Linked DNA regions of Mus musculus: all the other regions are linked to region 1. A link is a contact called in public HiChIP or PLAC-seq, Micro-C and promoter capture Hi-C data. All regions are on one chromosome and are shown on one strand. The core of a region is the stretch at or near the end of the contact, and the rest is flanking DNA. Distances in the headings are between cores, read along the strand shown.

What was found. Promoter capture Hi-C pulls out the DNA fragments that hold promoters and counts their contacts. A called contact is a pair of places that touch in the nucleus more often than the background predicts. HiChIP or PLAC-seq counts read pairs in DNA pulled down with a chosen protein or histone mark.
Region 2: a Micro-C map of embryonic stem cells shows a contact between it and region 1, with 2.7 times the contacts expected there. The contact joins the promoter of Macrod2 here to the promoter of Flrt3 in region 1. A contact is called at or near these places in 1 of 39 promoter capture datasets (liver), 1 of 484 Hi-C or Micro-C datasets (embryonic stem cells) and 1 of 115 datasets of contacts at active chromatin or transcription factors (pancreatic cancer cells).
Region 3: a contact with region 1 is called in a promoter capture Hi-C map of cranial neural crest, with 4 times the contacts expected there. The contact joins the enhancer-like site here to the promoter of Flrt3 in region 1. A contact is called at or near these places in 11 of 39 promoter capture datasets (the 3T3-L1 cell line, cranial neural crest, embryonic stem cells and 4 more), 13 of 484 Hi-C or Micro-C datasets (the AML12 cell line, cerebral cortex, cortical neurons and 6 more), 14 of 115 datasets of contacts at active chromatin or transcription factors (astrocytes, craniofacial prominence, embryonic basal ganglia and 6 more) and 3 of 9 other capture datasets (adipose tissue, embryonic stem cells and pancreatic islet).
Region 4: a contact with region 1 is called in an H3K4me3 HiChIP or PLAC-seq map of craniofacial prominence, with 4 times the contacts expected there. The contact joins the enhancer-like site here to the promoter of Flrt3 in region 1. A contact is called at or near these places in 13 of 39 promoter capture datasets (the 3T3-L1 cell line, 3T3-L1-derived adipocytes, embryonic stem cells and 6 more), 6 of 484 Hi-C or Micro-C datasets (the AML12 cell line, adipose-derived mesenchymal stem cells, cerebral cortex and 2 more), 12 of 115 datasets of contacts at active chromatin or transcription factors (craniofacial prominence, embryonic basal ganglia, embryonic forebrain and 5 more) and 2 of 9 other capture datasets (adipose tissue and liver).
Region 5: an H3K4me3 HiChIP or PLAC-seq map of craniofacial prominence shows a contact between it and region 1, with 3 times the contacts expected there. The contact joins the enhancer-like site here to the promoter of Flrt3 in region 1. A contact is called at or near these places in 8 of 39 promoter capture datasets (the 3T3-L1 cell line, cranial neural crest, embryonic stem cells and 4 more), 3 of 484 Hi-C or Micro-C datasets (ECoMG-derived neutrophils, bone marrow-derived macrophages and myeloid progenitors), 8 of 115 datasets of contacts at active chromatin or transcription factors (craniofacial prominence, embryonic limb bud, embryonic stem cells and 1 more) and 4 of 9 other capture datasets (adipose tissue, liver, macrophages and 1 more).
Region 6: a contact with region 1 is called in an H3K4me3 HiChIP or PLAC-seq map of embryonic forebrain, with 4 times the contacts expected there. The contact joins the enhancer-like site here to the promoter of Flrt3 in region 1. A contact is called at or near these places in 11 of 39 promoter capture datasets (the 3T3-L1 cell line, 3T3-L1-derived adipocytes, cranial neural crest and 7 more), 3 of 484 Hi-C or Micro-C datasets (bone marrow-derived macrophages and macrophages), 10 of 115 datasets of contacts at active chromatin or transcription factors (astrocytes, bone marrow-derived macrophages, craniofacial prominence and 5 more) and 2 of 9 other capture datasets (embryonic stem cells and macrophages).
Region 7: a contact with region 1 is called in an H3K27ac HiChIP or PLAC-seq map of extraembryonic endoderm stem cells, with 7 times the contacts expected there. The contact joins the enhancer-like site here to the promoter of Flrt3 in region 1. A contact is called at or near these places in 6 of 39 promoter capture datasets (the 3T3-L1 cell line, embryonic stem cells, frontonasal cranial neural crest and 2 more), 6 of 484 Hi-C or Micro-C datasets (bone marrow-derived macrophages, embryonic fibroblasts, epidermal suprabasal cells and 3 more), 7 of 115 datasets of contacts at active chromatin or transcription factors (bone marrow-derived dendritic cells, bone marrow-derived macrophages, embryonic limb bud and 4 more) and 2 of 9 other capture datasets (adipose tissue and macrophages).

The regions. Positions count from the first base shown.
Region 1 is chr2:140,669,757-140,673,185 of GRCm38.p6, reverse strand. It overlaps Flrt3 (fibronectin leucine rich transmembrane protein 3), which reads left to right and starts at 1,710. Exons shown (of 3, transcript NM_178382.4): 1 at 1,710-1,940. The region is part of intron 3 of Macrod2 (mono-ADP ribosylhydrolase 2); the gene reads right to left.
Region 2 is chr2:140,394,098-140,397,189 of GRCm38.p6, reverse strand. Macrod2 (mono-ADP ribosylhydrolase 2) reads right to left here and starts at 1,760. Exons shown (of 19, transcript NM_001013802.3): 1 at 1,469-1,760. The coding sequence starts at 1,514.
Region 3 is chr2:141,150,615-141,153,901 of GRCm38.p6, reverse strand. The region is part of intron 5 of Macrod2 (mono-ADP ribosylhydrolase 2); the gene reads right to left. Among named protein-coding and RNA genes, the nearest start is that of Flrt3, 480 kb to the right of the region's middle. Within about 2 kb of position 1,756, at least 20 of the 459 cell types and tissues checked have an H3K27ac peak or open chromatin away from gene starts, as enhancers often do.
Region 4 is chr2:141,171,798-141,174,876 of GRCm38.p6, reverse strand. The region is part of intron 5 of Macrod2 (mono-ADP ribosylhydrolase 2); the gene reads right to left. Among named protein-coding and RNA genes, the nearest start is that of Gm25583, 470 kb to the left of the region's middle. Within about 2 kb of position 1,531, at least 4 of the 459 cell types and tissues checked have an H3K27ac peak or open chromatin away from gene starts, as enhancers often do. A contact at or near this core is called in craniofacial prominence, where this site is marked.
Region 5 is chr2:140,933,349-140,936,378 of GRCm38.p6, reverse strand. The region is part of intron 4 of Macrod2 (mono-ADP ribosylhydrolase 2); the gene reads right to left. Among named protein-coding and RNA genes, the nearest start is that of Flrt3, 260 kb to the right of the region's middle. Within about 2 kb of position 1,683, at least 6 of the 459 cell types and tissues checked have an H3K27ac peak or open chromatin away from gene starts, as enhancers often do. A contact at or near this core is called in craniofacial prominence, where this site is marked.
Region 6 is chr2:141,072,754-141,076,002 of GRCm38.p6, reverse strand. All of the region lies in intron 5 of Macrod2 (mono-ADP ribosylhydrolase 2), which reads right to left. Among named protein-coding and RNA genes, the nearest start is that of Flrt3, 400 kb to the right of the region's middle. Within about 2 kb of position 1,307, at least 10 of the 459 cell types and tissues checked have an H3K27ac peak or open chromatin away from gene starts, as enhancers often do. A contact at or near this core is called in embryonic forebrain, where this site is marked.
Region 7 is chr2:141,049,515-141,052,539 of GRCm38.p6, reverse strand. The region is part of intron 5 of Macrod2 (mono-ADP ribosylhydrolase 2); the gene reads right to left. Among named protein-coding and RNA genes, the nearest start is that of Flrt3, 380 kb to the right of the region's middle. Within about 2 kb of position 1,604, at least 3 of the 459 cell types and tissues checked have an H3K27ac peak or open chromatin away from gene starts, as enhancers often do. A contact at or near this core is called in extraembryonic endoderm stem cells, where this site is marked.

The DNA.
Region 1 (3,429 bases), core at 461-2,960:
TGCATCCTCAGAGCACCTCTCTCCCAGACCGGCCAGCTTTCCGTTAGCACACCTGTAACCCACATTTCCCACTTATCTTTCTTTTCTGTTGAAGGCTTTCAGGCAGCTGAATGGAGACAGATCTGATTAAATATGGATATAAGCCCACAGGAATTTGGTCAGGCAAATTTTTCCTTTTAAAATAGAATCAACTCTCATCTGAAAATGGTTTCTAGAAAGAATTATTTCAAACAATAATTTAATCCAGGTGTTTGATTTTCAGTAACTGAAATCACTCCTATCCTTTCCTGAGAGGTTATCAGTTACACCTACTTTTTCCATCAAAAATCTACGGCCACCTCTCAGTTTAACCTGCACTACTGAAGACTTCTGAGAAATTGGCTTTTCAATAGATGTTAACATGCTAAAGTCCTACTTTCATTCAGTGGGCCATTCCTCAGAAGTCAGCAAGAGAGCAAGCATAGAACAATAGGTGTCGGAACATCTCTTATCGAGGGGTCACCTTCCACTCCTGAGAGCACCCATTCTCAGAGGGGAGTTCTAAAGGTCAAACAGCTGCCAAACTCAAGTTAGGAACCACGTGAAGCTAACGGAGAGAATAGCCATGTACTCCTAAGACAGACAACTAGCCTTCAGAGACAAACAGACCATTTCCTAGAAAGGATAAAGTCATGAGCTTGTTAGAATCAAGCAAAGAAAGAAGGGAAAGGAGATTGCTATTTGGGTAAATATAGAAACAAGATTCGTCACTTAAATTCACTTACTTAGGAGAAAACTTACAAGTCCAAATAACAGAAAACTGATGATAAAATTATACCTGGAAATTAAAGTCTTGGAATCCTGTTAATTAGGCAGAGAAATCTTAGTGTCTTGCAACTGTCACTATTTATTCATGTACGCAAATTAAAATGATTTAAACCTGGAAGAACCATTTCTAACAGATATTTTAAGATATTGATGACTGCAGCCATGCTCGTGGCAGCAAAAACCATAATAATAATAATAAAAAAGAATGTAGTTAGGCTCAACCCTTTTAATTTTAGGGAAGACTGATAAATATGAGTGATTGTATCTTCCTAGTTCTGAAGTAGAGGTATACCCTTATGCACACATGTAGGTGGTCTCTCTAGTAGTACATAAAACAGTCTTCATTATGTGAAAATGCATGTGGAAAAAAAAACCTTTCTACTTCCCAATAAGACTGCTTTCTTCAATATTTTTCACTGTTCTTCCATTTTCTCCCTTCTCCTAAGTAAATCACCATTTGACCCTGCTTTCTCATTTGCCAAATCAATATTAGTTGGGATTGCCATCCTCTGTTCTCCACAGTTACGATTTTAATGTAATAAAAATAATCTGACTTTTGTTAACTTATTTTTGGTACAGATGGCTTGAGCATCAGACACCTGTTTCTCTATTGTGATCTTATAAATATTCTCCTAGCGTGCTTGTGTTTTTCTGAGTGTGCTATCACTACCTTGCAGTAGTAAACTTTAGGGAGCGCGGAGATTCCAGAGTTGCTGCCTACAAACCAAATGGCATCTCAGCTTTGGCAAACTGAAAGGCTCATTTCGGCTTCTCTCACCCCCTCTAGCGTTGGCAAAGCTCATCTGTCTGATTATCCAGTTACCTCACTGAACAAGAGCTGGGCTAAGTCCTGCCCACCTATGACATCACCCCCTTCCTCAACCACTGCGAGGTGAAGCTTTAAACTTCAGACTTGGAGGTGGGCTGCGCGCAGTCAACTGGATGCTCTCGCGCGCAGTCCTCAGCGCAGGAGTGATCTGAAGCAGGACCGCTCAGGCTGCAGCTGCCGTGGCTTTGTGTGCACTGGATGCCGCGCTCCGGAGACGGGGGAGGGTTTTTACTTCAACTCACAGGCAATGGAATTACAGCTGTAGCAGCAGGGTATAAAGGATTGCTTTTTCCTCGTCTTCCTGGTAAGTGTTTTCCATGCTTTTTCTCATAATTGTCCCAGAAACTTCGCTTGCTCTTACTCTCTAGAAGGAAATGACTAGCTTGGTTCCATGAGGGATCCAAGTAGCCACGTTTGCTCTGTCAGCAGGACGGGTCAAAGATGTGCGTGCAAGCCAGCTCTAGGGAAAGTCTTACAAAATAGCCGAATGTTATAAGTTTCTTACAGACTTAAATCATTTTTAAAAATAATAAATAGCTCCTCTCTGTTTCAAGCAATTTCTATCCGCGCAGAGCTTCACGGAAAACTGCAGTTGGAAAGTTGAGTGTTTGAGATAGGAGAGGCAGATTTTTCTCGGCTACAAAAGCGAAAGGTCGCTAACTTGGTGTGTACTGTATGTGTGGTATGATCACCTATCGCTGTTTCTATAACTGTGAAAGAAATCAATAACCCCTCAGCCCATGAGTACGCAGTACATGAAAAGCATACATCTTGCTCGCCGCCAGCAAAGCTGCGCTGGGAGACTGGGATGCCTCTGTAGAGGATTAACAGCTACACCTAGATTTGAAAGCTTGCACTGCTTATCCGGCCCCAGCTCCTTCAGGCATTCCGGGCTCGGGAATCTCAACTAGTAAATCCAACTCAGAATCTCCGGGCCAAACCATATTCCCAGTCCAGGAGACTGTCAAAGCCTATCGCTTGGGCGAGTGTAGAATGTGACTAGCATAGTAACTGGGTAGTCCACTCAGAAAAACTAACAAAGCTCACCCTGGAAGCCGTGCTTGATGTATGCAGTGAGGGGAACAGGGGAGGGAAGCCTCATCAAATGGCAAAGGCAGAGTGTCCCTTCACTTGCAACACACAGTGAAAAATATTGTATTGATACAAATGCGTTAGACCACAAAGCTTCCAAAAGGTATTTAAGTGTATCTAATTAAAAAAAATGTTTTTCAGTAAATTATGTCTGAAACAAAATGGTTGCATAAAGGTAAAGAGTGCAACAGGCCCATCTTTTCTCAACATTGGGAGCGGGTTTATTACTTATTTAGAATGAAAAGGAGATGGAAAATGTTGGTGTTTTCCAAATTACAAAATCAAATGGTTTTTAATAATTATTTTGATTGTTCTCAATAAATCTATGCTTCAAAATGCACATATTTGCTGTGTTATTGGGATGAAACAACATGGTCAAAGCCATGAAAAGTGCTTCAGCTGTGGCTATTCCTTTATTCATCCTTAACTGTGTAAGAATACCCTAACCAGTATAAACAGAAGGATGAACCTGTCAGCTCCCAGGCTACGATCACTTAGGCTTGACTCAGAGTGACAGGTGACTGACACCCATCTCTTTGGAAATGAGCAAAGAAGGTAATTCTTTTAAAGTGCCATAACATATTATTATCACTACAAATATCAACAAGCATAATGGTATGACTGTGCAAAGGCTGGTTATCACTTAGCTTCACGTATATGTGTATGCATATATATATATACTTATCAGCCTAAAATGAGGA
Region 2 (3,092 bases), core at 511-3,010, 280 kb after region 1:
ACGTCTCACTAGTTCACGTACCTGGCTCTTTCCTGATCTGTTTGCTTGTTTAGTTTTCCCCAGCACCAGGTGTAGGGGCTCACTGAGGTCAGCATGTGCTCTACCTGTGAGCTATGTCCCAGCCCTGCAGTCAAGCTCTCAAGCTAAAGAGTATTTGTTCTGTGACACTTTGACTTTTAGTTCTCTCAGCACTCACACTCATTGAAACAATGACACTAAAGCGAATCTTTCAATATTTAAAGGATACTTTAACTGCGCTACTCGACCATATTCATACTTCCCTGCAGTTGATTTGAATACTCCCTCCTCGATACTTTTTTTTCATAAAGCAGGCACTACTTAGAGAATTGTTTCTAATTCTCACTTTTAAGTCCATTGTTTGGTCAAAAGGTTCACAAAGGACAGAGACTTGCAACAAAAATGTTTAACAAGCTATCAGCAAGAAAATCAACTTTCAACTGAGTTACCCCCTTTAGCCCCGTTCCGTAAGAAGACAGTCCTGAGGAAATGGTACACCCTTGCTCCATCTTTTATATGCAAATTTGGTGCAAGTTGGTAGTAGCAATGCAAATAGTTTTTCTGAAATTGGGGTCGGAGGTTGAGGTAAGAAAACAGGTTAAAAGAGAAGAAAGAAAAAGATGAAGAAAAATATGCCAGAGAATCAAGCATTACATCACAATATGACCTATGAAACTGAGATGAGACAGACAGGAGGAGAAAAAGAACTTATCGCACAGTTCTATTTCTTAAAGGAATCCGTGCCGCTGTCAATCTAACGGATTTGGATAAGCCTCGATGTGCACAAAACTCAGGGATGGAAGGGTTCATTCACAGAGTGCTCGCTGTCTTACTCCGTGCGACTTCACACTATGAATGAGGATGCAACAGAGAACCACATTGCCGAGGAAAGCCCATTCAGACTTCTCCGAGGGCACTTATTCTCTCCGACAAGATGCTCCTTTTGGGTTCCAAATTTCAAAAGTCACACTGCAGCTGAGCATAGCGGGGACCCCAGCCACTTTGGGATGTCAGGAGGACAGAGGCTGGGACCGGAGGAAGGCAGGTGCGGGTGCAGATGCTCCCCAGGCTCAGCAACTGCAGCCAGAGCGACACCGGCCGGCCGGCACCGGTCCGCGGGACACCCGGCGGGAGGTACAAAGTGCCAGCTGGGGTCCTGACCAACTTGTACCCTAGCCCGGGGGCGCGCGCCTGCCGGGAGGCGAGCACGCGGGGTAGGAGGTGACCCGGCGCCCGGAGGGGTGTGCGCCCACAAGTGCGCGAGCCGCAGGTGCCCGGGCGGCGCGTGGCCGGTGGCGTGCGCGCGCGTGGACGCGGCCGCGGGCAGGAGCGGCACCGGCCGAGAGAGAGAGGGCGCGAGGAGGCTGCGGGCGGAGGGCGTCGCGCCGCCCCGCCGGGCCCCCGCCCCCACCCACCCGCCGCCCGTCCCCGGGGTCGCGGGGCCGGTTACCTTTCTCCTCTCTCCACACCTTTTTCTTCTTGTTGCTGGGGTACATGCTGCCGTGGGGGTGGCTGGCTTTAAGCTGCAAGTTCCCCAGGCTCACGGGCAAACAGGGTGTGTGGAGTGTGGGGGGTGGATGGAGGGGACACTCGGGAGGGAAAAGTGCAAAGGCTCTGCGTCCCGCGCCGCTAGCCGCTGGCCCGTCGCCGCCCTCCTCCCTCGACCCGCCCGCTCTGCCAGGCGGCCGCCGCCACAGCAGCACCTCAGAGCCTGTCAACTAGGTCACGCCTCGCGCTAACCTAACACCCGCGCAGGCCCCGCCTCCCGGCAGCCAGGCAGCGCCGCCGCCCATTGGCTGCTCCGCCCGCCGCTCTCCCGGCTCTAGCCAAGGCGCGCCCCTACTTCAGCCTCAGGGCGCAGGCGCAGGCGCAGGCTTGGGCTCGACGCCGAGGACGTTGGGGAGCTGGAAGGGGCGGGGCCAGAGCTCGAGGAGCGGGGAGGCTGCTTCACGACGGAGGCGGGGCGTGCAGCCACCGCCTGCGGGGAGCGGGAGGAGCAGGGCCTGAGGGCGTGGCCTGCCAGCAGGTGTGCCTGATGACCCAGACCCCGCTGACAATGATGAGAGTCTAGGGGACTGTAGAATGAAGAAGAGGTCACCCGTCCTAGAAGTTGTAACCGCCTCGTCTGAACAGGTTTTACCTGACGCTTTCCTCTCGGTGGACAAATAGAACCAAAAGAAAAGATCCAGACCGTGTGCAACCCGCTGCTCAATCGTGGGTTAGAGATTTAGTTAGAATTCTGTGAAGTTTCAAAAGCTTCACAGTACACAGGGCCAACTCGAGAGTTTTAAGATCTGGTGACCAAAATGTATGAGAACCAAGTCCCACATCAAAGTAAATCCAACTAGTGCCTGGTTGTCTTTTATTCCTGATTGACTTCAAAACAACTTCTCATCCAAAGATCTAGCTCCATCCTAGGTAGTTCTCTCATGATTCAGGAAATCCAATTGCCAGAGAATCTACCTCAAGAGCAGTGACCTAGAACATAGAACTTTTGCACCCTCTTCTTTGCACCCCAAACTTATCTCTCCACGAAGCTGGCTTAGTGGATTTGGGAAACTCACATCTATTCATCAATTTAGGATCAATATAGTTATATGCATTGGCAAATAACTTTAGGGAACACGGTTTGTTCGTTTGTTTGTTTTTTAGAGTGGGTCTTTTGTAGCTCAGGCTTGCCACAATTTAGGGATTCTCGTGCCTCAACCTTAAACTGCCTTCCACCAAAGAGAAGTAAAACGCATTAAAATAATAATAATAATAATAATAATAATGACAATGACAATGACAAAGAAAAGGGAAAAGAGAGACCAAGCTGAGAATTGTAAAGAATGGAAGAATGTTTGAGTAATGAGACTTAAAAATGAATTCACAACATCATAAAACAGTAATATTTATTTTGACATTTTTCTTTGGGATTTTTCTTTAAATGCTATCAAATACATAAAACATTATTTTTGTTGGGAGAAAAAAGCTTCAAGAAGGAAGCCTTTGAAATCACACTGATAATGAAATAAGAAGGGCTTTGACTCATGTAGAATCCAGATAAAATGGCAATGGGGTAGACTTTGGGA
Region 3 (3,287 bases), core at 507-3,006, 480 kb before region 1:
TGGTTGGTTGGATGGTTGGTTGGTTCTATTTTTCCACACAAAAACTTCATGTGCAGCTCATTCGGAAAAAAAGAAAAGAGGAGAGAAAAGGAGAGGAGAGGAGAGGAGAGGAGAGGAGAGGAGAGGAGAGGAGAGGAGAGGAGAGGAGAGGAGAGGAGAGGAGAGGAGAGAAGAGAAAGCCTCTCAACTGGACTCTATCTTGAGATCTTCCCGCCTTTATCTCACAAGTGCTGGGATTACAGGTATGGCCATCTATGGTTTTAATTAAAGATTCTTTATTAAAACTTGATGGCACCTTGCAAGGCATTACATTATTTTTAAACAATGATTTATCTTAAGTGAAAGATGCCTCACATTCTCATTGGATGCTCTCACAGCTTCCTAAAGCTTTAGAAGTACACACAATAATTTAAAACAACCTAAGTTCATGTCCTATCACACTTTAACAAAATCTATTGAGTATAAAAGAAAGAACTTCATTTTATAAAGAGATGGTCAGAAAGTTGACCTCTAAACCTTCTATGACACTCAAGATGTCAGATTTCATTTTGATACATCTTGTTCTCATTGTATTCAAAGTTAGGAAATAACCATGTACCAGTTGATGAATGCATAACTGAATATGCAACTAAGTATTAAAGTCAATTTCATAGTATAAAATGAAACAAATATACTCCCAGTTAAAGGTAAATTCATAAACCCCGTGCAATGAGATTATCATTACTATACAGATGCCTGCGATGATTTGAAATCAACGGGCCAATGTACTGGGGCAAACAGGAAAACACCAGAGCAGCTCTTGGACAATCTGATTCCCTTACATAGTATAGTAGCTTGCAGTCACTCTGAGCATCACTGAAGTGATAGCTGGTCATATCAAGTATGAAGTCTAAAAAAAAACCAATGAGTCATCCTCTTCTCACTCTTCTAAATGTTCAATGATTTCTGTATTCTGCTAGCCCATATCCTTACCAAGTTGTGAAGCAGGCTTAGGGAACAAAAAGCAGAGAGAAATGACGACATTTAACAAGAATGTTATTAGAGGAGACTTCTCCCTGATACCGGAACGAAAACACTGGCTCTCAATTTTGGCCACACATTAGAATGATCTTGAGTTTTAAGAAAACATTAAACAACAACAGCAACAAAAATCCAGGTGTCCTGACTGCATCCAAGATCAAATCATAAGGATTTTGAAAGATAATGGGCCGAGATATTATGACTGCAATCATCTTGCTTGATCATTCTCTCTTGTAATTGTTAGTATGTGGGAACATTATCACAACACCAGGAATAGGATATGTGTAAATGTCCTGTAGTGCAACTGGGCACACTATCTAATTCCTGACTGCCAGATAAAGATAGTAACCCAATTATGCTCATTTTATTACACTGAAAAAGACGGAGCCATCATTTCATTTTAATTTGTTCAACTGCTAAAAGAATAATGTATTCCAGTGTCAATATGCCAAACCAAATACATTTCATATGAAAGGCAGTTATTTATGAGCCTTTGTGAGACTGGAAAACTGCCAATGCACATTCTCTAAAAGACCTAGGAGGCTTAGCAGGTAGTAAGCTGAGCTGGCATGCAGGGCCCTGTGTTAATGAAAATGCAGAACTCTGGTTTCCTAACTATTCTTGATTGAGAAATTAGAGTTTATAGTTCCAGTGGCTTTCTGTGCACCACGCACCGCCCAGGCAGAATGAAAATCTGGCACCTATGTACCCCCACATCATGTGACCTCCACGTGAGCATGCTATTCAGGAGGTATGTGGCTTAGCCAGACGGAGAACAAAAGCGCAGCAGCATACAGTGAGTAAGTGAGATCCCTGTGAACCAATTCACTCAGACATAATACCCTAAATCCTTAAAATAGAAAGACACAAAGAGAAAGCGATAGAAAGCCATTTCCACTGCACACCCAAGGGTAACTCACGTAGCAAACGTGCTAATGACAATACAAGATTAAAATAAACACCCAAACCCACCAAGCTTGGAATCCTGTTACATGAATGGGATGTTAACTTAAGGCCTTCTAGGAAAGCTCCCTGGTGAGGAGATTGCCTTCTCTTTTGTTTAAACAGTTATGATTTGAGCTCATCGGACATACATCAGTAGTTATATCTTACAAGAAAATATCTTTTTGAATGGTAAATGTAGTTATTCTTAAAATTAAGAAAACAGGACAAAATATTATTTCTGATCCACCCAACCCTTCCAGCATGCCTTTGAGAAGTAGAGGTGGGTTGCTCCAGATCTTTGACTAAAAGATAGCCAGCCACAGTTTTTGTGTGGAAAGCAAGCCTTCTTCAAGTCTCTCAGAAATACTTTCACAAACCACACAAGCAACCTTATAATTCTTGGGATGCTTCACTATAAAATCATGGCTTTTCTTCTCAAGACCCCTATACCCTTTATAGACAGACACACCTAATTCTTCCTCACCCACAGAATTCCCAATGAAACCTCCTCCCATTCGTACACAAAGATTGAAGTGTACTCCTATTCGATCTGTGTGCCACAGCTTAGACTGAGGGAGAATGCAGATCACAGATCCAATGTCAACCCCTCCACAGGCTTTCTATGACTCCAGTGTGGAAATGCATCAAGACTCACATGGTGTGGCTCCCAGGGACTCCATCTTTCCAGTTTCTACCATGTCCATTCCCCATTTTGAATTCAATTCCTACTTATTACATCCCTGCATTGTTGAAATGATAGCAGTGGGTCTTATGGTCTGCCTAGAGCACTTCTTTCTGCTCTCCCACCTACAGCATCTTGAGCCTAGTTCTCTTTCAACTTACAGATAAAATATCCTTCCTCAAAAAGCCATTCTGAAATCTTAAAGTCAATGAATCCCTCTAACTTTTAGCTTTCTTAGCACCTGAAGTTGTCACCAACATTTATCACCTGCTGTGCCCTGCTTTCTTTCCTAGCTTAGGTGCCCTTTCTATGACAGGTACAGCTCTCAGAGGGCAGGAACGCCGCCAGCAATGCTCAGACTTGCAGGCACAGTGCCTCACCAAGTGGCTGGCCTATGGTGGAATCAACAAAACTTCCACCTTGGGCTCCTTCATGGACTATCCTGTCCTTTTGATTGTTCTGTAGCCATGTCTAAGAATTGGAGACACCCAGTTTAAATCATGACTGAGTTGTGACTTTTAGACAAGTTAATTAACCTGTGTTCTAATGTAAAATGAAAATGAAAATCTGCCTTGCAGAACAGTTGTCGGGCTTTCAGAAACAAGATATGTTTGGCAACACCTAAGAGGTATTGAGCCAA
Region 4 (3,079 bases), core at 282-2,781, 500 kb before region 1:
ACTACAATGGAAAAAAAAAAAGAAAAAAAAACCCAGTAATATTTGTTTCAATGAATGCAGACCCAGCACATAAGAAAACAAATTAGTTTCTCAAGCCTCCCTGGTTACAAATTAGCAAGTTTATGCACAGGAAAACCATAATAGAATAGCAAGGAACACATTTAAATATTGGTTACTTTACTCTTCCCCGAGCACAGATTGGAATGAAGAGAATAAAAGACTTTCTTTCTTCCTTTCTTTCTTTCTTTCTTTCTTTCTTTCTTTCTTTCTTTCTTTCTTTCTTTCTTTCTTTCTTTCTTTTTTTCTTTCTTTCAGGGGTGCTGCTGTTGCTTGTTTGAAGACAGGGTCTCTCTTTTGGCCCTGGCTGTCAGGGAATTCACTATGTAGTAGAAGAGGCTGGCCTCAAACTCAGAGATTTGCCTGCATCTGCTTTGCAAGTGAATGGATTAAAGGCATGTGCCTACCATTCCCAGGCCAAGAAACATTTTTGTATCCTACATTTCTGAGATGAAAAGCTCTGTGGAGACAGAAAGGGATGAGGACCAGGAAGGGAGCATTAGAGAAAGCATCTTCATTACTACTTTCAGAGTGAGAAAAAGAGAAGAAACAATATGTGGTAGTTTGGTCATGAGAAGACTATTGAGAAGTTTTGATAAATATTGATCAAAATTTTTCAAAAAATTGGCTATGCCTATAACCAAAATTACACAGTATGGAAAAAAATATAGCACCAATACTAGTTCTCCTCAGAATATGAATTATATCAAAATTCTTGTCAAATCATAAACACTCATCAGCAGCATTTTAAACAGCCAGTGCCATTAAGTCAGTCAGCTTCTGACTATATTCATGCATGACTACAGGAGACTGGAGGAAAAAATTTACTTAGGGACCAATTCTGACCTCCACTCAGTCCATGATGAACATTATTTTATGGGAAATGAGAAACCTCAAGTGACCCAGTCTACATAACTCTCATGTATGTGTCACTTGGAGAGAGGCCAACAGCCATTACGAAGATCATATTGCTTTGTCTTATATGCTGGCATTCCAAAGGCCATGTAATTTAAGACAAAAGCTGGTTGTCCAATGTCTACAGTGTTCAACTTAACGCAAACTCTTTCATATGATCTTTCCTTCCATCAGCCTACTATTTTAAAGTACTAGGACACCCAAGCGACTGCATAATCACAAATCAATCTACAACAGATCATCTAACAGGTGCTAGACAAGAGAACTACATAGCTGCTTACAGCATTTACTTATCACTGATACCATCTCCTCTGTGGATAATTCCTGCTTCTCCCCATCACTATTTAGAGTTGCATGGAGAAAGTTCCAGCCCAAATAACCCATGTCACTGCTGCCAAGGATAAATCCACCAAGATAATTCAACTCTCCTGAGGTCACTGGGCCAAGAGATGGGTTCTTCTGTTTCAATATAGGTTTTCTTCTGACCCAAGGCATATGGCTTCAATTACTGCCAGACCATGACCACAAAGACATTTCAAATCCCTGTGAAAAATGTGATTCTAATGTCTCCTGTTTGGTTGTATGTCATAGGCGACACTGAGGTTCTGGGGAATGAGAGGGAGGGGAAGAGCAGGGTGGGAATTTAATCCATACCATCCAAGTTTGTAATGGAAACCTCACTTCTGATTTCTTTCTTTTATCTTGCAAACCACTTACTGCTCATAAGGGACAGCACACACACTTTAACGTATCATGTTTAAACTCCAAAGATGTGGAACAGCTTTATCAAGGGTGACAGCTCTGGCATTCACTAATCTGCTCCTTAAAACAGACAAACATAAATCCAGGCTATTAAATATGTATTAACACAGCAAACAATATTCTGTCTGTGATGATTAAGAAGTGTTTGTGAAGTTATTTTGTAGAGATGCTTATAGAAGGTATTACAATTGCCAAAGAACATTAATAATTAGGACAAGAATTAGTCAACTAATATAACATATTCCACAAGGTACCTTTAATCCACTCTGATTAGTCAAACATTCGATATGAACATAATAATGTTCTGCCTTATTAGATTTCATAAATGACATTTTCTCAATCTTTAATATAACATAAAATGTAAAACCATTGTCTGGTCTTGTAAAAGAATTTTACACAATTAATTATGACTTTCAAGCATATTTTAATTTTATAGACACTGATTTACAACATTCTCCGGGTATTGAATTTAATGGCTCCTGACAAAAGAGATGGGTAAAGATTTTATTCACACTCAGATACACACACAGACACACAGATACACACACACACACACACACACACACACACACACACACACACAGAGCATGGAGAGGGAAAGGAGGGAGGGAGAGAAAGAGAAAGAGATAAAGAGGGAGATTTTGATTGATCGATTGATTGATTGATTGATTGATTTTAAAACAAATAATTTAGATCATCTATTTGTTGCATAATAGAATCACACTAGGAAGAGAACATGCTCTTGCTTAGCTTATCAGCAATATGTGTTCTAACACTTACCAACACTATAGACTTCACACTTTTCTAGCCTAATTTTTCTTCTCTTTGTCTTATTTCAGTGGGAGAGTTACTCTTATTTGAAAATTCCTATTTTTGATTAACTTTATTTCCTTAGCTGTGCTGTATTCTACATATTTCTCTTTGGAGGCTATTATAAGCGGCGTCATCACTACAGAACTTCTCTAACAGCAAAGTGTAAGCTTCCTCTCCTAGCCAGAAAGCCCTGGGTGGGTCTGACAAAAACAATATTTGAGTATATGCAAAACACCAATCAAATTAAATTTCCTGCGGGTATATGATACACTTAAAAGCATGGATATCTTGTTTCCTATGGAAAACATGATAATTTGCCATACTAAATTGTGGTTTTACAGGATACCTGGGAAAGGGCGATTAATTTTTCTTGAGATAGGTGGGCAATTCCATGAAATATGGTCATTCTCATGACCTGTATTGTCATTTCAGACTTGTAACTTTGGGAGGACAAAATATTTCTAAGTACAGCTAATTTCAAACTCCAAAATAAATAAAAACTGCAACTACTAGGAGGAAATATTTTATCAAA
Region 5 (3,030 bases), core at 434-2,933, 260 kb before region 1:
AACATGTTAAACCATCCTTGCCTAAAGTGGGATAACTCTCATTTGGTCGATATTACTCTTATAAATTTGGCCTCGTGGTAGGTTGACAATTGCTTGAAATGCTTTAAGAAGCCTTTATAGGAGTTCTTCATTAAATGTTTGATGGATTTCAATAATAATAAACCCATCTGGTCTTTCCCTTCTCCTTGTTGGAAGACTTTTTATTCATCGTGTATCAATCCAATACATTTACATAATTTTCCACCTCCAAATATAGGGCCAATTTTGTAGCATGAAGAACATACTTAGGGTGAGATTACAGGCCTTTTTAGGAAGTCCAAAATCCTCCACCAAACACTCTTCAAGTCCTCAAACTGCTTCTTTTATTACGTTTCCATGTATGTACTTAAACTATGAAGAGAACTTCAAAACAAATTATTTTAGCATCTTCACAGTAAGTGTTCCTAGTAAAAATTCTTAAGGAACTTGTAAACTGAATAATATACCTTAGTTTCAGTGGAGATATTTTAGTTAAACCAATGTAGAGAATTAAGATGTAAAAACATAAATAAAAATAATTAGTGGCTATAAAAATTATACTATCCTAATAAAATTATATTCTAAATTATCACCAAGAATTGTGAAACTATAAAAAATAGGACTTGCTTAAGAATTCTCACTCTAATAGTCACACAAATAAGCTGAATAATAATATTGAAAGTCACCTTGAAATTAATAATAAAATACTTAGAAAAATGGTAAAAAAAATTACTTCTGGAGAAAACTGTGAAAGTAAAAGGATAAAAAGGATAAAAACAAGACTTTTGTTTCACCTTTAGTCAGAAATATCTAGATTAAGCAAAGGGGAGATTTGGTGTGAACAGGAGTTTGAATGAATCTTCAGATGTATATACTTTCAAAAATGATTCTGGGGATTTCTACATGTTTATTACTTGTGATGTTCATTCCTTTTAAAGTCTAATTAAAATAAAATTTCAATCCCAATCTGCACTAGAAGCTGAAGACAAGCAAATAAAAGTTGAAGACCACCGGCAGTGGTGGCACATGCCTTTAATCCCAACACTTGGGAAGCAGAGGCAGGTGGATTTCTGAGTTCAAGGCCAGCCCGGTCTACAGAGTGAGTTCCAGGACAGCCAGGACTACACAAAGAAACCCTGTCTCAAAAAAAAAAAAAAAAAAAAAAGTTGAAGACATTGGATAATAAGAGTATCTGTTTAATCATTCACAGTTGAAAACAGAGTTACAGTATAACAAAATGACTTAATGAAAAACTATTTAAATGTAATAAAAATTTAAATGTAACAAACAATTTTACGTGTTTAAACATAAAATTTTAAACTTAATAAAAATTTAAATGCAATAAAATATTGAATGTATAAGTTTTCTGGATACGGCTATCTTAACTTAATGTTAGTGTTGGTAAATATTGTACTTTATAGCTGAATGCAATAAGCAATTTTCATGTTTCTGACTATAATTTCAGAATCTGAAATTTATAAGGGATGATATGACAGACTTTTTAAAAACCAACACCACCAAAAATAATTGGAGAGGAAAAAAATAAAACCAATAAGTAAAAAGCCAAGCAGAAACAACTGGGGTAAAAAGCAACAACTGAGCTAATTATAGCTTTCTCCCCAAGCAGGACTCTCCCTGAGGCTGGGGAAGAAGGCGATGGATTGTATTTCATCCAAGAACCTTCCTCTGTTTTCCTTGAAACAGGATAGCTGGGTAAGCCAGCTCCTTGCTGTTAGGAGCTTTATTTTCAAAGCAGATCTTCCAAAATGATTCCAGATTTAAGGATAACAAAATTTCTTGATATTTTGCACATGTTTTTTGAAGATTAAATAAACATTTCCAAGTCAACTCCCTCTCTGGGCATTCCTCCCTCTATATTTCTCCAAAAACACTATTATATTTGAAAATTTAAAAGTTTGGGAGATGCTTTTGTGATGAGATGGGAAGCCAAGAACAACAAGCAGCCTTCATTCCCATATAGAAGTTATTTAGATCCATCCAAATATTTACGCAGCTATTTATTTATGCAACAATGACAATATATGCATGCTAACCAATAATATTGTTATTTTACCCAGAATTCATCACTTAAGTCTTGAGAGAAGGAATAAGACTATCAAATTATTTTTCAAATTTAAGACCCGTATTCTTTCATGCTTACCAGATGCTATGGAACACCAAATTTCAAGTCATCATGATTTACACAACGAAAGTAGTTCTCAATGGGAAGTACTCAGGTGGTGGCAGGCTGAGCTCATGGGGAGCTCCCCAGACTACTAATAAACTTATGAATGCACTCCAGTTGATTCTCAAAATGATCCACTCAGGTCTGCATCACTAACTCCACAATAAAGGGCACACGAGTCATCTTAGAGAAGACAAGACTGACAATGAGGCTGAAGTCACAAGCTAGCACTTGTAAAATCAAGGAATCCAAATGAGGCTACCAGTTCCAATTGTTTTGTTTTGTTTCATCATATTCTGTTGCCACAAAAGTGTATGCGCAGCATTCAATGTAAAATGTAGCCATGATAATTTTGAAGTGTTTTTGGTTAAATGGGATAGGTAGTTTACAATGCTGAAGGAAGACAAAAATTTCCTTTTCAAGGATCATATTCACAAATTTCACAAGGGTGCTAATTAATAGTAAAAAGTCTAGTCAAAGAAATAAGTTCTTGGTTAACAAAGGCATGTGTTTGTTCCTTGGTGTAGGGCTTTTGTCACTTTGCTTCATTAGTGTTGTTTCAGGTCATTCACAGAGTAGTTGGAAAGGTGTCACTTGGATTTGTGAGGACTCCAGTTGTGTGGTTTATGGTAGGATTTCCCTTTGGAAATCAGAATTGAGTCACATTCATCCCCTAAGGCTCAAGGGTTGTAATGGCACACCACAGAACCTTAGCCATCAGGAGGAAAGGAAATGCAGACGGGAGCTGAAGGAGCTTGAGAAGGTGGTAGAGTTGATGGATCAGTCCTTTTAATAAGGTCAAATAACTGCAGTGAAGCTATCAGAGG
Region 6 (3,249 bases), core at 58-2,557, 400 kb before region 1:
TATATATATCAGATTAGCATAGACCTGGTAAATATATGCAGTCTTATCTGTCAGGTTTTCAAAAACAAGAAGAAACAAATGGCTTTTTTTGAAAATACTACAGCTAATATAGCTTTATGCCTTTTGTTCAAAGAATCAAAAACTTTTTATGGTTAGTAGGATTTCTATATTTGTTTAACTTAATGTCTTACATGTGTATATATGCTTGCTTACTATGGGGGTAAGATTTTTTCACAAACCTTGTCACTTAAAACTATACAGGCTCAGGGCTTGAGAGGTGATTCAGTAGTTAAGTGTACTTATTGCTCTTTGAAAGGACCTGGTTCCCAGTACTCACCCTCGGTGGCTCACAACTGCCTGTTAACTCCAGCTCGAAGGCATCCAATGCCCTCTCAGTCCTCTGCAAACCCTGGTTCATCTCTCTCTCTGTCTCTCACTCTCTCTCTCTCTCCTACCCCCTTTCTCCTCCCTCTCTCTCTCTCTCACCCCCACATACAAACAAATAAAAATTATTAATCTTTAATATTCATTATAGATTACCCTGTGAAGTAAACTCACATTTTACATTTTGATGCACAAATGGGGCTTTACCCAAAAATTCTCTTGTAAGCATCACATAACCCCTTAGAATAATAGAAAGTGAAATATGGGCTCAAGATGTTTAATTTTTAAAAATTAAACATAGATAATTTGTATAATGCCTACATTCTTTCATTGAAATTTTTTCCTGTTTTCTCTTTATACTATGAGACTATAGATAGTATAATACATCAGCAACAAGTGAAATCCATGATTTATAAGGACTTTAAAGGATTATCACTGAGGTCCTAATAACCTCAACATTAGCTCCTCTTGATGATTATATCGTTTTAATACTAATTAAATAATGCAATGGATTTTAAATAAAAGTAATTTAAAACTTATATGGATATGAGACCATAATATTTGGGATAAAAATAAAATGTTTAAATCAAATTATACATTTGCTACTATCTATCTATCTATCTATCTATCTATCTATCTATCTATCTATATGGGTGGATATTAAAATTAACAAATCAAATTGTCAACTTCTCATTTGAAAATTAATAAAAGCCAGATTTTATTTTGTTAATTACAGCAATATATACATGACCAAAAATGAACACCATCCATTTTGTGGGGAAGCTTTGAAATGAGTGAGTCAGATTAATTACTTTTGAATGATTTGCTTTTATCTTGCCGAAATCCAATATATTATTAAGATGCCTAGACTCTGCAGATAATAGACTAAGGTGAGCCTTCTGTCAGCACACACAAAGGAGCTGAAGTGAGGCTCAGAATAGCACATACAACCCAATATGCTAATCCACAACAAAGGAGCAAGGCCCACAAAGGGCCAAGATGGCAGAAAACTCTCAAAAGAGAGCTGCACTTCTCTAACAAGATTTTCCAACGAGCTCATTAATATTTACTAAAGCCAAGAGAGCTAGGGTTTTTTTTTTCTTTCATTTAGCCACAAATGCCTCCTTAAAATTATTCCTATATCCAGACCGCATTAGAAAAATAAACTATGCATATAAAAGAAGCTTCAAATGAAAGACAATTGGCTTTTAAAATAAGCCTGCTTTTAGTGTGAGCATCTGCACCCAGAAGACCATTTACACAAATTAACATATTTTATCTACTGTAAAAAAAAGAAATAATTCATATATGCAAGATAGTTTAATTTAAATTACTATCAGGGGATGCTTGAACATTATTAGCACACCCACAAAACATATACTCTGATAACTGTAGCAAAGATTTGTACTTAAAAAGAAAACGACGTGGGAAGGTTCTTTTCTAATCGCGACAGTGTTTCATTGAGTTATTTAGTATGGTGATCCAGGGATGCGTGTTGGATATAGAGAGCCTTGGACTGGAATTTTTTTTTAGCTAACCCTGGATGAACACATGCATTCAGTAAACTAACCTTTCTGAGCCTCAGGCTTTCATCTGTAAATGGGTTCACAGGACCTCTGAGAGTTTGCTCAGGATGCTTAGTACAAGCAATGGTCTATTCAGAGCTTTCAGCAAATGCTACACTGCTCTTGCTTCTTGTTTATGTTCCTATCTTTAAAGTATCCACGAGAAGAATTTACACACCACTCCACCACCTTTGTAGGAGTATTATCATCAACTAATGTATCCTCTTCTAGATTTCTCTCCTTTTATTGTAACCTACCATGCATGACTTGCAAATTCCATTTTTTTTTTTTTTTTTTTTGCAAAATCATGTCTTACTTTATGGACCATTATACACTTAAGTCTGCTACTCCATCTAATATATGATTTATGTGTTCCCAAATGTTTATAATTTTACAGCATTATATACACTAGTAGTATCAATATAGCACCATATTGGAGATGTTTCCAAGTATTAGTAAATAACATTGCAGTGTATTGATCTAATATTAAAACAGATATCCCACAAAACATATACTTAATTTCATAGCTTTATGCTCTAAACAAACATCTTAGCATGTTTCTTTCCCCTGGAAATTTTCTAGTTTAATTTTGGAGCAGTAAAAGCTTCTATATTACAATCTGCTTTATATAACCAGAGTAGCTCATTACAAGTTCCTCACTATCGTCTGTGTCTTTTGTGCTCATTTCCCAACTAATCCAATCCACAGGTTACACCTACTACCAAGGCATGCATACAACCTTTGGAGTTTAGCCTATGAACTGGTACCTAATGTAGATACATATTATTTCTTTATCCCTTTCATACCTTACAAGGTAGCACAGAATATACATGTGGTGTATTTAGGTTTCCTCTTTAGTTATTTCTTTATCAGCAAAGTGAACTCTCACTCTTTCACAATATCCCATTGTATCTTATATACTATTACCTCTCAAACATGTGCTTCTAGTGGTGAACTGGAAAGTCAAAGGGAAACAAATTTGTGGAACTACTGGTTCACATTGGTACATTATTTTCTGCAAATGGCATAGCAACTGACTGCATCCCTCATTAGATTCCCAGTTTCATCTCTTCTTTACTTTATTGAAATAATGTTGTGGGTAAGATGATATCTTCTATAGTCTGTTTATAATCATTGTAGCCATGAACCTTTTAGAATGCACATGAACAGCCACCAGTGTGTTAGGAAATCAGCTACCTCTGCCTCTCCTCACATTCCTATTTTGGTATTATCGGAGCTCTCTTTTGTATCCAACAACATGCTCTCCTTTAAGGATAGCTAGGAAATGTTTTAAAATATT
Region 7 (3,025 bases), core at 355-2,854, 380 kb before region 1:
TGTCTGTCTCTCTTTAAACAGCATTGCTTAACTCTAAAGCCTGTACTGTCTCTGACCTCCACTCCATATAATTACTAACTACAAGGCTTCTGCTTTTCCTGAGGAAAGGCCCCTCAAGGGGAAACACCTCAGTCTCCTGGCAACAGTGATGATAGGCTATGTATCCCAGATGCCTCTGACAAACTATGGATTTACGGACCAACAGATTTGACAAGTAACCATTCTTGCCTTGCTGTACGTAATAAAGAATTGTACTTTTCCTGTTTTGTATTTTCATTCAGTTCAGAGAACACTGTGTCAGGGACAGGATGGATTCCTTGTCTTTTATCAGCACCTACACATAGTAGGCCTTCAGGAAATAAGCACAGTTTAACTTTTATTCTGAGAAATGCTTTACCTTTAGCCAAATCATCAAGAAAAGGTTTTGGAAAACTCCATTCGATCTATTGAATCAGATGAATGACTCCTGATGTATAGACCTCACAGGGTACCACAAATCAGATAACAAAATTCACACAGCAATATTAAATCAGCAACTGCAAAAGTAAGTCTGCTTTAGCAATGAGGGGAAAAAGAGCTCTATATTCAAATACTACATTAGTTATTCATAGTCAAAGATATCTTCTTCTTCTTCTTCTTTTTTTTTTTTTTTTTTTGGTTTTTTGAGACAGGGTTTCTCTGTATAGCCTTGGCTGTCCTGGAACTCACTTTGTAGACCAGCTGGCCTTGAACTCAGAAATCCGCCTGCCTCTGCCTCCCAAGTGCTGGGATTAAAGGTGTGTGCCACCACTGCCCGGCTAAAGATATCTTCGTTACTTCTGTAAGATTATGTGTCTCCACATGGGAAATAATTCCACTGACCTACTAGGCTGTATATAAGATGTCACACACATTTGTGGAAGCAGCTGGCTTTCTAGGTATGCAGAAGCAAATGGAGTCTCACCCTTGTCCCTTCCTTCCTTCCTCCCTCCCTCCCCTCTTTGCTTCCTTCCTTCCCAACTTCCCTCCTTCCCTTTCCCTCCATCTGAGAACAAATGCCTGCCATTTCCATGCAAGCTCAGTGACATGTGCCACCCACCCTGCTTTCATTCTCGCTGCTAGTACTGTTTTGTTACACCACTGACTTCTCAAATATCTTTTCATTCTTCTCTTTTCTCCTTTCTCCTGCTCAATTTGATGAGCTTTTCACAATAAGAAATTACAACTGGGAAAAAAGAAACTCCACCATCTTTATTAGACAGACTTTTTAATATCCTGGTTACATTACTGAATGTAAACAGGAAGGATAAGTATGTCTACCCAATTCCCTTCCCATTGTCTAGCAAGCAAACATTTCTCAACTGAGCCATTAATCCTTCTATTGTTTTCTCTTACCAACAGTCAGAGTTGAGAGATTAGGAGATACTGGCAATTCAATTCAGGATCACAGAAAAAGTCCCTGAATGCCCCCAAAACAAGAAAGGTTGACCTTTCTCATCAAAATCTCTCTAAGTCAGTGTAAACTCTGAAGGCACCATAATATTTATTGGTAGCCTTTGTATACTTGAGGTATGGCATAATAGTGAAAAGAAGACTGTAGCCCTGTTCCATATTACCTTCTCCAAGATACCCAACAATGACTATTCTCTTAAGAGCATTAAGGCATTACGGGGCACTCACCATGTCAGAAGCTGTAAGAAGTGAGGAAGATGATACCAGCCAATTCTAAATTTCACTCCCAATCATGTTTTTATGGGTCTGCTTTGTCTTGTAGGAAAACAGCCCTGCTGTGTAGCTATTCTCCAAGACCCTCACACAGAGTTATACAGATTTGCCACTCACTTCTCTTAATGCATACTAACTTATATTTATGTTGTTGGCACTCATCCCTAAGTTTCTCTTGCTGAAAATGATTTCCTCATTTTTTTAAGATACAGAGATGGTATTAATATGGATCTCCAAGTCTTGACTCTCTCCTGGAAAAATGTTTTTTTACAAATACATTTTTTAGCAACACAGACCCTGTTTTGAAAAGATACAGGTAAAGTGAGCCTGAATGTATTTGAACATTTCTTCATCATAGCCCTATTAAAAAGTTCGGGTCTGTAGTTTTCTTAAGCCTTTTGCAGGAAAAGGTAACTGCTTCACACTGATAGAAGAGGTTTGAGCAGCACTTAGGAAGCCAGCTAGCAGTGGCTTAGCTAGCTCCAAAGTAAGTTCTATTAGAAGGAGAAATAAATAGACAAAGTGCCAAACTCAAAACCATTCTCCTACAGAGATAAACTATAAGTACCCTGCAGAAAGTGAAAACAGCTCTCAGGGGAATGTTTGAGATGTGGGCCAAAGAACAGTGCAACTGTCTATGAGTTAACTGGCAATACTTATGCGGAAAGTTTTAGAAGTTTTAAGAACTGGAAAAGAGCTGCCAGACGGGGGAGCTGATGGTAGAGTCCCGCTGAGTTCTCTGACCATATAGACAAGCATCCAATCAGCTCAGAGTAGGAAATGGCCAACAACAAGCTCAGAGTGAGGTGGTTTCCATTTCCAACAGGAGAATAATTATATTTCAATGTCATCGGCAGTTTATAAACTATCTCCTAGTCCTTGGAATTAATAACATTTAAAATCTTCAAGAAAAATGGGTGCCCTGAACACATCCAGTAATTTACACACGGCTTTTGTGGAAGCTTTATGATATAAAGATTAACTGGGTTGTTTCACTCCTTTAGCAATGTTGAAAATGGTTCGTGGAGAACAAAGATGAAGACATGATTTATTCCCCCTTTCCTTCAATATAAAAAGGCAGAAATTGACTTCAAAAGAATTCTCAGGGAGTTTTAATTATGCGTTAGCAAGAGACTCCAATAAATCAAAGATAGTTGTCTATTCTGAAAAGAAAATCTAGGGGAAAAATCTGACTCCAGAGAAATCTAAACAACTTTCTCAACCCTTAAGAGAACAAACAAGTCTCAGCTTGAAACTACAGAAAACTTGGTGCTCAGCTTACTTATAATTTATGAAAAAATATAAAACTGAATGCATGTTC